Regions from separate parts of the Mus musculus genome. Here regions 2, 3 and 4 are each linked to region 1. A link is a contact called in public HiChIP or PLAC-seq and promoter capture Hi-C data. All regions are on one chromosome and are shown on one strand. The core of a region is the stretch at or near the end of the contact, and the rest is flanking DNA. Distances in the headings are between cores, read along the strand shown. Region 1 holds the start of Tcp1 (t-complex protein 1). Region 2 overlaps Agpat4 (1-acylglycerol-3-phosphate O-acyltransferase 4 (lysophosphatidic acid acyltransferase, delta)). Region 3 holds the start of Map3k4 (mitogen-activated protein kinase kinase kinase 4). Region 4 overlaps Plg (plasminogen).

Region 1 (3,916 bases), core at 371-2,870:
TTTTTTGAAATTTAAAACAATGTACTTTTATCAAGGCAAGCAAGAGCAATTAGATATATACTTACACCAATATCATCCACCAACATTTTATCCAAGCCAACTGGCCCAAAAGAACTTTTAACAATGTTGGCAATAGAAGCTGCAGCCATAACTGTAGATGAACAGTGAAAACTAATTAGAACAACACATAAACTATGACACTCAACTACCTATGATTTGCTAAAATCTAAAGTCTGTAATTACTATTTAAAAAAAAAAAAATCAAGCCGGGTGTGGCGGCGCACGCCTTTAATCCCAGCACTCGGGAGGCAGAGGCAGGCAGATTTCTGAGTTCGAGGCCAGCCTGGTCTACAAAGTTGCTTCCAGGACAGCCACAGCTATACAGTGAAACCCTGTGTGTGTGTGTGTGTGTGTGTGTGGGGGGGGGGGGGAATCACTTACTTAAGGACCAGTGAAGGTTAACTATTCTTTTTTCTATTTAGTATTGGTATATCACCGATTGCAAAGATTTTAATGCCTCAAATTATAAGCAATCTTAAGTTCATTCCTTACTACTACACTAGGGGGGAAAAAACCCTTTAAGTTCAGCCTTTCTCTTCAGACTCTGGCAAGTTTAGTAAGAATATTAGATAGTTCACCAGGATAAAGTAGTAGTAATTTCTAAGAGAGTTGTTTAAAAAAAAAAAAAAAGCACAACACAGAACACGGTTCCTGCAAGGGAATGCTTTCAAGAACAAATTCAACCACAGCAAACCACGTGCTTACTCGTATTAAAGTTAACCACGATAAAGGCAGCTAAAAGTATCGCTTAATAACGTTCAGTTTGCATTCCGTTACGTTTTACTGGGGGAGCAGCTGTCACCTGCAGATTCTGGGCATCCAAGAACCAGACCAGGGAAGGGAAGCAACGCAAAAGCCACCTAGATTCTATGAGCATCTTCTCAAGGGCCAATGGAACCGGTGAAAGCTACTCTTTTCTGGCTATGTCAGAGGTGCTCCAACCGGCTTGGAACCCAACAAAGGAGCAGAGGGGAGTGGCGGAGAAGTCTATCTGGAGCTCCTCTACTAGGTATTGGGGCACGGACGCCCACACCCATCTTGAACGCCTCCCCCAACCGTGTGCATTCTCGAACATTCTTCCCTTACACGGTAGGGCGCAATGGCGCCGAGCCGGCCGCTAGTGAGGGCGGATCCGGGATGGCTGGGCTTCTCCTGAAGGAACTTCACTGGGCCCGGCGGACAGCCCCGGCCTACGGACTGCGGCTGGGCTTCGGCCTGCGCCGCCGCGAGCTGGACCCTTACCATTCTCTCGCCCTTACCATTCTGGGAGCGGACCGCCTCCCCAGTGCTGCGGTCCCCGAACACGGACAAAGGACCCTCCATCTTCAGGAAACGAAGCAAAGCTCACTACGGCCGCAGACAACCGATAGCTCCGCTCTGAGACCGTTTAACGGCCACCACGGCGGGGACCACGGCGTGGAAAGGCCCGAGCGATGCCGCGGGGCCTGCTGGGTAACACGCCCTGCGCGCTCTCCACGCTCCACCAACCGCAAGGTCTGCCGGGAAAGCGGTAGGGATTGACAGACGAGGGCTGGGCGGGGCGAAAAACTGAAAACGCCGGAAGTAGGGGGCTGCGGGACGCTGGGTCAACTAGAGACAGTAGAAGAAAGGCGCGAAAGTGGAAAACGGAAGTCAGGCTCTTGGCCACGGCTAGCGTGTCCCGCCCTCCGCCTCAACGTCTGCGGTGATTGGTGAGCCAGGGATACCGATCGCTCACTCGGCCACTCAGCACCAGGGAGCTTGTTAGTTCCGGGTCCTTGAGACACCGAGGTACTGCCGGCCCTTGTAGCTTTACCCACAGTTAACATGGCTGCGACTAGTTGTTCCCCGAGACGACCCTGAGCAAAGGAAGATAGGGCACTGTGTGACTTTGCCCAGGTCCCGTCAGCCATGGCGCTTCGGCCGCGGTTCTGGAAATGTCTGTCAGTTTGCAGGAAACTGGGTAACTAATCTCGCCCCACCTCCTTGCCTGCGCTCTGTGCACAGTACGTGTGCATTTGCAAATGCGATTTTGTACCTGATGTGGGAAAGTGAAAGATGCATGTGATCTTTTTCATTTTCTAGAGTGTGGGTTCGCAGCCCTCTCAACCAGTTCCGTGCCGGCCGTGCAGCCCGACGTGGAGAGTAAGGAAAACGAAGCGGTGGCCCCGGAGTTCACCAACCGGAACCCTCGGAATCTGGAGCTCTTAGGGGTAGCTCGGAAAGAACGGGGCTGGGCTACCGTGTGGCCTAACCGTGAGTTCTGGCACAGGTAATTAAAGTCGGCTTGTGACTGACTAAGCTGTGCTTAGCACCTTACCAATTTCACCAATCCCCTGACTGATCCTGCCAGGTAAGCCTCGGGATGTGTCAGGAAGATGACATGTGGGTAGAAAGCGACCTTGGAGCAAGCAACTAGTTAGTTGCCTTGAAGAAAACTTAAACGGTAATTTGAGAATAAGCGGCTATGTCCTGAGGCCTCTCTGAAGGTGACATGTCAAAAAGCTGAGATCTAAAGGACAGGAAGCCGCGAAATCATTTGCCATGAAGGCTATTCTAGCAAAGGAGGCTAGGAGGCTGGGATTGAGTGTCTGGAACTGACAGGCCTGTGTACCTACCTGTTCAGTAAGTAAAGGTGTGTGTGTGTAAGCTGTTACAGAATAGAGTGCTAAGTAGAATTAGTTATTAGCGTGCACATTAGGGTAAAGTTTGAGCCTTAATGATTTTTTAATGGGGGGAATAAAGGTTAAAAGTTCATTAATAGAAACATTTTATGAAATACATTTTAAAATTTGTATTCATTTAAAGCACTTACTGAGTTCACTGAGGACCCAGGCAGCTTACAATGGTCTGTAATTCCAGTTCCCAGGGATCTGACACCCTCTTCTGACCTTGGCACACAGCGATACATTCCCAAAAATAATCATACACATGGAAATAAATGTTAAATTTTATTTTGGGAGAACTACGCAGTTTAGATGAGTACCTTCATCACACAAAGCAAGTGCTTTACCTCTGAACTGCACTCCCCAGCCCCAAGATGGCTACTAACTGAAAGCATTGGATTTACAAGCAGTTATGCTAGATGCTTTAAATGTATGTCTTTTTTTTTTTTTTTTTTTTTTGGCTGGCCTCAAACTCAGAAATCCACCTGCCTCTGCCTCCCGAGTGCTGGGATTAAAGTCATGCGCCACCACGCCCGGCTGTATGTCTTTTTTTTTTTTTTTTTTTTAATTTAACTTTTTTTTTTTTTAAGACTTATTTATTTTGTGTATGGGTATACACTGTCTCTGTTTTCAGACATACCAGAAGAGGGCATCGGATCCCATTACAGATGGTTGTGAGCCACCATGTGGTTGCTGGGAATTGAACTCAGGACCTCTAGAAGAGCAGTCAGTGCTCTTAACCGCCGAGCCATCTCTCCAGCTCTTAATTCAACTATTTAAACTACATTATTATCATTGTAGGGGTTATCTTTTTACGGTGGTTATTATTTTTGTTACAGTGGGATTTTTCTGGTTTTTGTTTATTTGGTTGGTTTTTTTGTAATTACACATTTTTATTGTTGTAAGTACACTGTCGCTGTCTTCAGACACAGCAGAAGAGGGCATCAACAAATCCCATTCCAGTTTGTTTTTATTGTTTTTTTTTTTTTTTTTTCAGTTGATTGGTATGTGCATATAGTCACAGGTTCATGCATATACCGCATATACTTAGATCATGGTCCACCTTGTGAGCCCTGGGGGTTGAATGCAGGTTGTTGGCCTTGGTAGGAAGCATCTTTACCCATTGAACTGTCTTAACAGTGGGCTCACCAAATTCTTGAAGAACACGTAGGCGTTTATTCACCTTAAGTGGCCCAACTTTTTGTTAATAG
Region 2 (3,916 bases), core at 483-2,982, 780 kb after region 1:
TCCCTCAGTTCCTACCTGGCATACCCTGCCCCAACCCTGAACTTTCCAGCCCAGGGGCTAGCTGCCCTTCCCTTAGAAAGCAGACGTTTTGGTCTCTCCATCCTGTCCTCTTCTCTCTCTGCTAGCAAACCCCTTTTCCCTACCCCACACCTTTTCTGAAGCAACTTCCCTGGCCTTGGTCCTTGGGGCCAGTGAACTCCCCCACTGGACAGCAGCTTCCCAATAAACCTGCCTTTAATAGAATCTAATCTGGTTTAAATTGGCCCTTTTCACCAGCAGCAGAAAAATAACCTATTGTTTTTCACCAAGTTTAAGCATAGAAAACTATTTTTTCACTCTGATTTCTCAGCTTGCAGAAAAAAAAAAACAAAAAAACAAAAAACAAAAAAACCAAACAAACAAAAAATCCGAGGAAATAGTCACTTTTCTAACCTTCTTTTTCCAAAGTTTGACCCTGTTTTCTGTTTTTAAATTTTCACCTACCCAGCTCCGGTTGTTTTGGATGTTTTGTGTGCGTGTTGGCACACGTGTGTGGGGATTCCTGTGGGACCTGAGGCTCATGTTGGGAATTCACATTGTTGTGCCTCCACCTTATTCAATAAGCAAGGATCCTCAATCCAACCCAGTGCTTTCCCCTACCTAGCTGGCTCAGGGGATCCCCAGTCTCCGTGTTCCCCATGGGTCACCACACACGTACCACATTTGCACGGATTCTGAGGCTCCAAAATGAGGTCCTCATACTCACACACGAAGTGACCTAACCACTGAGCCATCTCCACAGCCCGTCTAGTATTTTAATACTAGAATAGTCTTTAGAAGGATTCAGTAAAATTTCTTCCCATGTTAGTGAATATTTCCTTTTCCCCCCACTGCCATGGGCAGTGGCAGATTGAACATTGGGCTTGGAATCACTGCCTCATCCCGATATGCACAGCTCCAACTTTACCACACATTAACAATTTCCTCTTTAAAAAGCCACACTCCAGGGGATCTTGCATATTAATGAGCTCACTCATTTCCTCCTTCTTGCTTCTCTCTGTTTCCCAATTAATTTTCCAAGATTACCTATCATTTTGTTAATATATTGAAATTTTTAAGGCTCAAAGATTTACAGTGACTTTAAAAATATTTACTAAGGCCGGGCGGTGGTGGCACACGCCTTTAATCCCAGCACTTGGGAGGCAGAGGCAGGCAGATTTCTGAGTTCGAGGCCAGCCTGGTCTACAAAGTGAGTTCCAGGACAGCCAGGGCTACACAGAGAAACCCTGTCTCAAAAAACCAAAATAAATAAATAAATAAATAAATATTTAAAAAAATTACTAGATTTGTATGTGCGCGCATGTGTGTGGTGCACCACATCCATGCAGTCCCTGCAGGAGTAAGAAGACGGCATTGGGTCCCCTGGAATTGATGTCACAGGTGGTTGTGAACTGCCATATGGATGCTGAGAACCAAATCCAGGTCCTCTGCAGGAGAAGGCGGTGCTTTTGTTGATGTGCCTCAACCCCTCACAATGCACTTCTAACAATCACGAGCAGGTTTACAGCAGCCATCACTTGGCAAATGATCGCTTTGTGATTTGTTATTCCGGGTTTATTCACATGTACATTTTGCAGGTAAAGAATGAAGGCCCCGAGAAGTTCTCTGACTTGATTTCTTTGAGTCTGTCTGTCCTTCAACCTCCCAGACCCTTGCTTCCCCTTTCATCCTTCCTCCTGACCTGACTCACAAAACCACTGAGAAGACAGACTAAGACGTGGAAATACCGCGGATGGTTAAAGTCATGTATGCCTGCACCCACAAGCAATCCGCTCAACTAACATCTGTGAGTACCTACTGTGTGCTTGACAGCACTCCCCTGCTCAGTAACAGAACTGAGGGTCAAAGGACAGAGGGAAAAGGCTTCTTCCAGAACCCCGGGCACAATCTCATTTGGCCTGTCTCGGTGGTATGATTTAGCAAATCCTGAGGTTTACTGGGAGGACTTAGAACTTCCTCTCCTAAGCCTTGGCCCTGAGCCCTGTGCTAATAGGAATTTCATTAAAGATCATTGCCCAATGGCCAGAATGAAAGCAGCACTGAGCTCAGTGCTGAAAGCAAGCCTGTTCCGGCTGCAGTTCCTGCTCTTCTCGGAACTCCATTCCTAAGACAGCAAAGTCCGGCAGCTTCGAGACTCTAGAAACACAGATGACCATATCTCTCTCACAAACTTCTCAGGTGGTAGAGCACACCACAGGCCATTGTTGCTCTCTGGAGGGCAGTGCTAAAACAGCTGATTTCACATAGATGACGTCTATAGATGTCCTAGGGCTCCGATGGGAAGGTGGTTCAGAAGTGTACCAGCCACATAGGCATGAGGATCTGAGTTCACAGTCCCAGCACTCACATAGAAAGCAGACACGGTGGTGTGCACCTGCAGTCCCAGTGCTGGGGGAGAACACAGATAGGTCTCCAGAGTTGCTGGCCAGTCGGCCTGGTGTAATGAACATACCTCAGGATCACTGAGAGACCCTGTCTCAAGAAATTAAGGTTGAGAAGCAAGCAAAGAAAGAAAAATGGCTGATGTCAACCTCTGGATATTAGACACACATGCACACATGTGTACACACATACACACAGCCCTTGGTCTTATGGTCTTATAGAAGGCAAGCCATAAGCACAGGTGGCTTAGGTCCACATGGAGAAGTGGGCAGTATGGTTTAGCATGTTAGTTAAACAAAGCACATGAATGAAGCCTCGTGCAGAAAGACCCGAGGGAATTCTAGTTACCAGGAAGAAGACATCCATCCTTAGCCATGACATAGCAAGAGCCCTGGTGGATGTCAACACTGTCAAAGCATCTTTGGGTGGTAAAATGGACCTTCCTACACTCATACCACCTCTGTGGAACTGGAACAGAAACAAACGTCGATCCAACGTCACCCTGACCCCAAGTACAGCCAGCAGGAGGGAAAGGCCGTGGTAACATCACGGCGACTCTGCAGCCAGTCTACCAAAGAGTGAGCCAAGCAGAGGCCTGTGTGCCAAACAGCAATTGCCTCCATTGAGAAAACCCAGGCTTGGCAAGATGTCTGGAAGGAAAACTTGGCCAGGTCACACACAGGACTGTTTCCCTTCACAGAAGGCCACTCTGAAAACCTGAGATTAAATTCTCTGCCATCCCCCACTGTAAAAGCGGTGATCACAAATGAATGAAATGAGTGACGGTATTCACCAGACTCACTAGGGTGCAACCCACAAGACACTCATGACTCAGTTATGTGAAGGAAAAGACAGGGAGGAAGCTGCCTTCTGATGGCCAAAGTCACTGGAGTCAACTCCCTGGGGCCAGTGATGGTGGCCCACAGCAGACACGGAGGAAGTACGGGTTCTCAGCACGGAGGTAAATAATGGAGAAGAAATGTGTTCAGACATACTGGCTAGGAGCTGAATTGGCCCCCAAATAGAAGTTAAGAACTGATGTCCCCTTTTCCAGTTTTACATCTAGAAGACTCCCCACTTCCCCAGAGGTCAACCTATAGCATTAAACTCAAGCTGTTGAGTATTTGGGAACAGTGTCATATGTATAATGTCAGCACCCAGGAAATAAAGGCAGGAGGAGCAATAGGTCAAGACCATCTTTAACTACGTAAAAAGTTCAAGACCAGCCTGGACTATATGAGACCCCAACTCACAAGCCAATAAGGTACAACAACAAAAATTGTTGAAGCTCCTTGTACCTGAAGACCTCCACAGTAGCTCTGTAGAGGAAGCTGCTCTACAGCAGAAAGAAATGTTTGTCTTCTACATAGGTGCTGGGGTAGAGGTGAGGTGGCAAAGTGAGTGGGACTTCTGTCATGGTTAGGGTCCCATCGCTGTGAACAGACACCATGACCAAGTCAACTCTTATAAAGGACAACATTTAATTGGGGCTGGC
Region 3 (3,916 bases), core at 387-2,886, 600 kb after region 1:
AGGATGCTGAGGTCTCTGGCCTGGAACCCTGGAGGCACCGGAGAGTGCTGCTGAGAAAGACCATTGTGAATCAGCTAGTCTATCTATGTATGTTGAGGCAAAAAGGCCCTGCACACAAACCGAGTTAGTATCAAGTAATCTAGGTCTCTATGCACATCGAGTGGTACGATGAGATGATGTAAATGTCTTTAGTTCCTTCTAGAATATGCGGTACCCAGTAGACAATGAAGGATAAAAAAAAGTCATGGCTCTTCCTGAGGCTGATTTGTGTTCAGCGTTTTATGAGTGGGAAGCAGTGTGCCCATTGGCTCACTTCCTGGCAGCAGTCAGAGGTTTCCTTATCGACTCTCCTCATATGCAATTTAAGGAGGGCTCAGGTTAGCCCAGTGTAGAGGGAGACGAAACTATCAGAATTACAGAGAGATGGGAAACACTCTGCAGAGCTCTCAGTGAAAATGAATGGGTCTTTAAAATTATTAGGATAGACTGAGTTCATTTCCTTTGAATGCTTCGTTTTGCTTTGTTCTCTCTCCCTCCATTAGGCAACTTCTCACGGCTGCTTCCTTAGTGTCTCCCGAAGTCCTAATGCAATATGTGCACTGAATAGTTGTTGACTGACTGCATGTTGTTGAATTAATGAAAGGGATGTCAACTCAGAAATCCAGCACTGGCAGACATTATAGATAATGTAGTCTACTGTAACAACAGCAAGAGTATGCTCTTTAATTACAGAGACATTTCTGTAACACAGCTGATTTCAGAGTATCTTTATCTTGCTTAGCTCTTAAATCTTACCTTGAAATTTTTTCTTTCAGTCAGTTAAAAAAATTTGTTCAAAATTTATATCTCTACATAGCAAAGCTAAAGAATCATTTTTTTAAAAAAAATCAAACTAAGTGGAAACAAACATATTTGATTCTGAATACGATTTCTGAACTGAATCTGGATTTCAGAAGGCATGATTGCAACTCAAAGGCTGTAAAGCTGCGCAAGCTAAGAATGACTGAAAGATGCTCTGCTATTTCAATTCTTTTAATAACTTCAAATCTTTACAACTTCTTTATCCCTTTCTTTCTTCTTTAGTGTAGCAACTGTGCAAGTTTCTGAAAAAGCACTTTCTAACCTTGGGATCCTGGGTGAGGACGGCGTCCTCTGCTGCCTGATTGGTGTGTCACTCTGATGGTCTGAGTCTGCAGAAGGCCCACACTTCCATGTCAGAGCTGTGGGCGTCTGGGTGACATCATCCTTATTCCGAAAGGCAGAATCCAGTGGCGCAGAGACCTTGAGCTCCAGTTTATGAAGCATTCCTGCTCGCCCAGACAACCCTACCTCTCCAAATGTCTCCTGTGCCCTTAGCCTCAGGACCTCCCGAGGCCACCCGCGGTCACCCAGCGACACCTGATTTACCACTGGCCAGTGCGCTCCTCCCTCCCGCCTCGCCCCGCCCAGGCGGACTCAGCCGCCCGCCGAGGCGTGTCCCTCGCTGCCCGCCGTAGCCCAGCGTTCGGCCGGCCGCCGTTCCCAAGATGGCCGCTGCGCGCACGGCTCCTGCGGCGGGCTAGAGGCGGAGGCGGAGTCGAGTCACTCCCTCACCCCGCGGCTCCTGGTCTTCCCGCACCAGGCTGCAGCTGACGACCCGCCGCGGTCATGCGAAGCTTGGTGCACGGATGAGAGACGCCATCGCCGAGCCGGTGCCCCCTCCTGCCCTCGCCGACACCCCTGCAGCCGCCATGGAGGAGCTGCGGCCAGCACCGCCGCCACAGCCCGAGCCGGATCCGGAGTGCTGCCCAGCGGCGAGGTGAGTGCACGGCTGCAGCTGCAGCTCGGAGGGAGCAGGGTGGCGCGTGAAGGGGGCGTGGGGTCCTCGGCTGCGCGCCAGGTGGGCGCGGAGCATCCGGACCTCCGGTGGCGGGAGGGGCGCGGTGCAGCGCGGAGCCCGGTGCTCCGCTTCCGCGCGACCCCTGCCCGGGCTCGGAGGCCAAGCTCCCGAGCGACCCTGGCCTTTGCAGTAGTGCTCCCCGGGGCCCTGCTGCAGACAGCCCCAGCTTGCCCCGGACTGCCGCTCGGGCTCGGATCAGTGATCGGATGGAAGGAAGGTGGTCCATCTTTCTCCTTTTTCCAGGAAAAGAGAGGCGACGTGCCTCTCGGCAGTTCCTTGCTCCTTCAGCCCTTTGCAGCGCGCCTCCCAGCCTTCTGTCCCCAGGGCGAAGCTTCACGTAACTGCAGACAAGGTTCCTTGTCAGAGATCCTTTTACTGTCTTCTAGCAACAGCCTGATGCAGTGTTGCGCACGAAAATAGCTAAGGGTTTATGTGTGAAACTTTGCTACCGCAGGAAGCTCCAAGATGGAACTTTGGTACCCAGAGTATCTGTTGCATTCTGCTCCGTAGAAGCTCTTTTAACTGCTACGAAGAGTCTCAAGTTTTAATTGGGAGGGTAAACTCACGGTGTCCTGATTTTGTGTTTAAATGCCAGTCCTTTGCATCTCAGGATAAACTTTGACTGCTTCCTGTCCCCTATAGTGAAAACACTCCCACAACTCCTCCTGGCTTAAGGTCTCGCTCTATAACCTCAGGAAGAAGGCAGTTAAATAGCTTTGCTTTTTCCTGCTTGAAGAAATAGCAAATTTATAGTTGTAGCGAGACCCGAACACGGGAGCCATTCACATCCTTGCTTGTCACCACTGGGTTGCCTGAGAGGAATTTTACTTTTTCAAAGCCGTGAGAGCTACTGCATTGTGTTTCTTAATTTCAAGATAGTTCTGTGACATCTTTTGGGGCATTTTCTTTAAGGAATAGTACAGGGTGCTATTAGAAGTCTTTTTTCAGAAAGTTCATAATTTTCTTAATGTATTGAGCTGTTGAGCAATTTTTACTCCTTTAATCGTTATTTTAGAAATAATAAATGTGAGTCCTTACTTAATGCTTAAAATGTTTTATCACGTAGCCATTACTTTTGTTAATTCATTTAATCTTTATAACAGTCTTATGAGTTAATTCTGCTATTCATCTCCTTTATGTAAGAGGAAACTGAGGCAAAAGGTAAATAGCATATATAAAGATTAACAGCTTGTAATGAACAAAAGTCTGGCTGCCTAGTTTGTGCCTTAATTATCACGAGGAAGAGGGATGATTTCATACCCACAGACCCGACATTATAATTCTATGTAACTGTTCTCGGGGGAGAAAATGGACTTGAGCGGTGTTAGGCAGAGGGATAAAAATCTGCTATCAAAACGCTGCTTTCCTATTGATAAACAGCCTTGCCTTCCAGCCAGGAGCCTGTCTCTTTGTTATAATAAAAATAGGTCAGGATAATGGGCCTCATCCAACTTTACGTGAACAGCAGTGTACAGAACAAGGAGATCTTTGAAGTATTTTTCTTAGCAACATTGCAGTTAATTTTACAATAGCAAATGCGTAGAGCAGATTTTTTTTTTCTCTTGGTGAAGCTGCTGCTTTGCCTTTTTGCTGCAGTAATGGACACTGCCTCCTCTTCAGTTGGCAGGGGTGACCTCTGGCACTATTACTGTCCATCTGTGGTAAGCGATGTTGCAGGGAGCTCCAGCTGTTTGTATGTGGTCCACATTCCTACCTATTCACAAGAGGCTCATACATTGCCGTATACATCCCGAATCTGCTCAGTGCCTCCCCCCAACACGCCAGCGACCACTAATCTGTTACCTAGCATTTCCAGGTGGCTCTCTGGCAGACCAGAATAAAGCTGTTGATGTTGTTGTTCCTCGGCTGTGCGTGTGTGTCATTGATCACGCAGGCTGTGCTCGAGCACAGGTCTTCTGTAGGAGTCAGGCCCGTACTTGTTGGCCCCGAAAGCTGTATGGCAAGTGCACGTGGCAGATGCCAGCACCCAGGATGTCTGCTGTGGGTGCGCTTCGCTCCTGACAGTGAGTTATGCAA
Region 4 (3,916 bases), core at 783-3,282, 520 kb after region 1:
AGTCTAGTGTGATATAGAAAGTATACGTCAGGAGTGCACACTTTGAATTTGCTGGTTTGGGGTTTGGGTTGGCGGGGTTGGAGTGGAGGTGTTATACACAGCATTCCTTTACCATTCTGGGAAAAGATGCTCTTTAGGCATTGAGCTGCTTAGCTGTTTGCATAGAAACACAGGATTTGTTTCTGAACTGTTCCCATTTCTGTGCCCCTCCTGCTGACACAGGACACTGGAAGGTCTCAATTGCTGTCTGTGGGCCTCATCAAATAGTCTCTGGTTTTTATAGCATTGCTGATGATGTTTATAATGTTATGGTTCGATTGCGTGTAGCTAGGACAGACATCCAATGACTTGTCTGTTGACCTCATGTATACCTGCTGCTCTTTGAACATGTAAATTCACTCAGTCACTATGACTGTCTGTGTCCATTGGTCATCTGCCTGCGAATCAGGATGCTTGTTCTTCATTTTAGAACATGAGGCCCTCCCTTCTTCTATCGTTTGTTCTTTTCCCCCCTCTCTCCTTCCCTTTCTCCTTCTGTCCCTCCCTTTATTCCTTCTTCCTTTCCTCTTTCCTCTCTCATATCCTTGATCCCTTCTTTCCTTCCTTTCTTCCTAATTTGCTTTTTCCTTCTTTCCTTCTGTTATCCCTTCTTTCATTCCTTCCTTTCCTCCTTCCTTTCTTTCTTCCCCTTCCTCCTTCTCTTCATTCCCTTCCCTCCCTCCCTCTTTCTCTCCTTTCCCTTCCTTCCTTCCTTCCTTCCTTCCTTCCCTTCCTCCCTTCTCTCTCCCCCACTCCCTCCTTAATTAATTCTCTCACTTCCTTCCACTGTCTTACTGCAATGGCCCCCAATACTCTTGCTCTCTGGCAACTCATACCCCATGAGAGCACTGTGCTTCTGGCTAGTAAGGCTTCCCAGGTGAGGACTGAAAGAAATGGAGATGCAGATGCCACTAGAAATATTAGCCTGTGAGCCAAACATAAAACTACACTCCAGTGATTTGCAGTGGAATGACCCAGCCCAATGATGGGAGCCAGCATCAGCCTTAGCACAGGGAAGCGGTGGTATTAGTTCTAAGCTTTATGGTGACTTGTTCTCACAGGGATTTCACCAGTGGGACCTTACCACCTCCACTGATTCCCCTTGCTTCTACAGAATTTCTCAGGAAAGGGAGCCAGTTAATGGCTTCTCCTCGTTCAGGCCTATTTCTCAAAAGCCAAGTTCCTGTCATATTCTGCCCTCAGTAATCTCAGAGAAATTTGGTCCACACGAGTTAGCCTAAAGCATGGGGCACATGGAAACCTAAACCAGCTATTAATCCTCTCATGGTTAAAATCAAAGACATACGCATCTGGGAAGTTCTCTGGGGTCTTCGAATGCCTGTGTGGAAACATAGCTGCCCAGGACTGGCACTTCTTCCCTGTGATGGTAGTGGACGATGTACCCCGATAGCTCTGCCCATCGCTCTGGTAGCATTCCTGGACCACAGGTGTTTGCTCCTCTGGTGGAACTGAAATCAAAGCGGAAGAAATTGAGACCAATAAGATCTGAAACAGGCAGACCTGAGCACTAATTTACGACACATGAAGTAAACCAGTCTCTCTGTACGTGTGTGTGTGTGTGTGTGTGTGTGTGTGTGTGTGTGTGTGTGTGCATGTGTGTGTAGTGTGTGTATGCTCACACACAACAAGTACACCATTTATAGTGTTGTACCACGTATTGAAAAAAACCTTGGAAGATGAATAAGATTGGCCAGAGTGTTGATAACTGGAAATGCCATTATGTACAAGTTATTTTTATGAATTGCTACCAGATGTTCATGAGAACAAGAGGCCAGGATGCTCTGTAATGAGGGCACCAGGCAGGACGGGGCTAGACCTATCATTCTTGCATACTTCCCTAGACTTTCTTTGGTCATAGGATACCAAAGCCTTGAGCTTCTGGGGATGGGGCAGAGCTGGTCCTGCCTCTAGGACATAAGAAAAAGGCCATTTATTCTCAGAGATGACCACAGTAGGACTCTAGCTGGTTAGGACTGTGAAATAGTCTTGGTTAGTTTGTGAGTGGATCCTCAGACACAGGAACCTCAAAAAATAAGAACAAAATAGAAATTCAAGGAGCAAAACCCACAGCATCGGAGATGAAGAATTCCTGCAAGAGACTGATCAGCAGACGGCAGGGTTAAGCGAGCAGCCAGTGAGCTTAAAAGTAATTGGGTAATGGGTTCCACATGACACAAAAGAAAAGGATGGATGGTGGCAAGGAGACCACGGACAGAATAACTACGTTAATGATGGACTTAAAGCCAAGCATGCACAGTGATATTAATGCAAATATCTCGGTCAGAAGGCTAATGAGACTCATCACACAAACACTAATGTAGGCAGAGCTGCAAAGTCTCTGTTCAAATGAGTAAAGATAAACTTCAGAGTTTCCGAGACAGAAGGAGTATTTTCAGAAACAATGGCATGACAGAGGAGACATCATCCCATCGAGAAGATAAAGAGGTCTTCAATGGGTACGTGCCTACCAACAGAGCTTCACAATACAGAAAGCAAACAGAAGCAAACGAAACAGACTAATCTGCAGTTAAAGTCGGACCTGTAAGCAATACAGTAGGAATACAGAACCCTAATAGAGTTTGCAAGTTGACTTTTATAAGCTTCCCAACCACAACAAAAGTCAAGATTTCAAGAGCTTGGGGATCTCTCACCAAGGCTGAATCCTGTGCTACGGAGCAAACAACAGGTGAAATACTACAAATGAAATGATAGAAGCCTCACTCCGACCCACAGCAAGATTAAGTGAAGCAAAGGTACCACACCCTGATAGATGGCAAAGAAGCCAGTAGAGACAAACTTGTATAGTGCTGCTGCTCAGTGAGCCCTTGTGACCCACTCTTACCTGAGGAATCTGACTGGTCTGGTGATGCTGAGGACTCGCAGGATGGAATCTCACAGTACTCCCACCTCAGCTGGCTGTCAGTGGTATAGCACCAGGGAGCAGTTTCTCCATCTGGGTTCCGGCAGTAGTTCTCTTCCAGATTTCTAGAACGGAAGTATGGGTTTCGCGCTTCAAAGACTTTCAGTGAGCAAGGCGTGCACATGCTTGTTAGAAGGAGTGCTGTACATGTCTAACACGCTAGAATCGTGCATGCTGAATGATTGACAGGTACCAAGAGGAAGCTTGAATTGGGCTTAGACATCACATGGCATGGCAGGTTATCTGGCATAGAAGAAGCAATGACTAAAATATATTCTTTGGGCTAGAAGTGGCTCAGTGGTTAAGAGCACCGATTGTTCCTCCAGAGGTCCTGAGTTCAATTCCCAGCAACCACATGGTGGCTCCACAACCATCTATAATGTGATCTGGTGTTCTCTTTTGGCATGAGGGGTACATGCAGATACAGCACTCATATACATAAAATAAATAAGTAAATATTATATATATGCATATATATGCATACATATATGTACATACATATATTCCATGACTTCATGTGATGGAATAAAATGAGTCTTTAGTTCTGGGTTGGGTACTGCAATGTATGCTGGCACAATGAGGATTTTCCCTGAGTCTCAAACTTACTAACTCTAGAGCCCTAGAGTTTGCATTTCTAGTAAACCCCTGATGGTGTCGGTGGGGCACACTTTGAGAAAGATTGTAGCAGGTAAAACACTGCTGAATGTCTCTTTCCTTGCATGTGACCTAATCGATCTTCATTCGTGAATTTTGTTATACTACAACCAAGATGAAGTCAATGGGGTCTGCATCCCACGGTCACAGGGGTGAGAAAGGAGACGGGAGGGACATACTTGCAGGGGAAATTTTCTGGTGTCCTGTTGTGCCTATGAGGGGTTTGCTCACTCCAGCGCTGACAGGTTTTCCCAGACACGGTGACAGACACGGTCCCTCGGT

The links. HiChIP or PLAC-seq counts read pairs in DNA pulled down with a chosen protein or histone mark. Capture Hi-C pulls out chosen DNA fragments and counts their contacts.
Region 2: a contact with region 1 is called in an H3K4me3 HiChIP or PLAC-seq map of bone marrow-derived macrophages, with 7 times the contacts expected there. The contact joins the enhancer-like site here to the promoter of Tcp1 in region 1. A contact is called at or near these places in 4 of 39 promoter capture datasets (the 3T3-L1 cell line, embryonic stem cells and pre-B cells), 1 of 484 Hi-C or Micro-C datasets (LSK cells), 2 of 115 datasets of contacts at active chromatin or transcription factors (bone marrow-derived macrophages and extraembryonic endoderm stem cells) and 1 of 9 other capture datasets (adipose tissue).
Region 3: a contact with region 1 is called in a promoter capture Hi-C map of liver, with 2.1 times the contacts expected there. The contact joins the promoter of Map3k4 here to the promoter of Tcp1 in region 1. A contact is called at or near these places in 9 of 39 promoter capture datasets (the 3T3-L1 cell line, the C10 cell line, the HPC-7 cell line and 6 more), 2 of 484 Hi-C or Micro-C datasets (erythroblasts and uterus), 8 of 115 datasets of contacts at active chromatin or transcription factors (the 230-238 cell line, the SCID.adh cell line, bone marrow-derived macrophages and 5 more) and 2 of 9 other capture datasets (adipose tissue and liver).
Region 4: an H3K27ac HiChIP or PLAC-seq map of extraembryonic endoderm stem cells shows a contact between it and region 1, with 5 times the contacts expected there. The contact joins the enhancer-like site here to the promoter of Tcp1 in region 1. A contact is called at or near these places in 8 of 39 promoter capture datasets (the HPC-7 cell line, cranial neural crest, frontonasal cranial neural crest and 3 more), 1 of 484 Hi-C or Micro-C datasets (liver), 3 of 115 datasets of contacts at active chromatin or transcription factors (the SCID.adh cell line, T-cell acute lymphoblastic leukemia and extraembryonic endoderm stem cells) and 1 of 9 other capture datasets (adipose tissue).

Annotation. Positions count from the first base shown.
Region 1 is chr17:12,914,033-12,917,948 of GRCm38.p6, reverse strand. It overlaps Tcp1 (t-complex protein 1), which reads right to left and starts at 1,620. Exons shown (of 12, transcript NM_013686.4): 1 at 1,320-1,620; 2 at 66-151. The coding sequence starts at 1,383. Mrpl18 (mitochondrial ribosomal protein L18) reads left to right here and starts at 1,858. Exons shown (of 4, transcript NM_026310.3): 1 at 1,858-2,002; 2 at 2,125-2,311. The coding sequence starts at 1,951.
Region 2 is chr17:12,133,292-12,137,207 of GRCm38.p6, reverse strand. The region is part of intron 1 of Agpat4 (1-acylglycerol-3-phosphate O-acyltransferase 4 (lysophosphatidic acid acyltransferase, delta)); the gene reads right to left. Among named protein-coding and RNA genes, the nearest start is that of Agpat4, 16 kb to the right of the region's middle. Within about 2 kb of position 1,732, at least 35 of the 459 cell types and tissues checked have an H3K27ac peak or open chromatin away from gene starts, as enhancers often do. A contact at or near this core is called in adipose tissue and bone marrow-derived macrophages, where this site is marked.
Region 3 is chr17:12,316,380-12,320,295 of GRCm38.p6, reverse strand. It overlaps Map3k4 (mitogen-activated protein kinase kinase kinase 4), which reads left to right and starts at 1,636. Exons shown (of 27, transcript NM_011948.2): 1 at 1,636-1,798. The coding sequence starts at 1,668. It overlaps 4732491K20Rik (RIKEN cDNA 4732491K20 gene), which reads right to left and starts at 1,443. Exons shown (of 2, transcript NR_045290.1): 1 at 1,124-1,443.
Region 4 is chr17:12,395,682-12,399,597 of GRCm38.p6, reverse strand. Plg (plasminogen) reads right to left here. Exons shown (of 19, transcript NM_008877.3): 8 at 3,814-3,916; 9 at 2,903-3,045; 10 at 1,346-1,508. Among named protein-coding and RNA genes, the nearest start is that of Plg, 19 kb to the right of the region's middle. Within about 2 kb of position 2,032, at least 2 of the 459 cell types and tissues checked have an H3K27ac peak or open chromatin away from gene starts, as enhancers often do.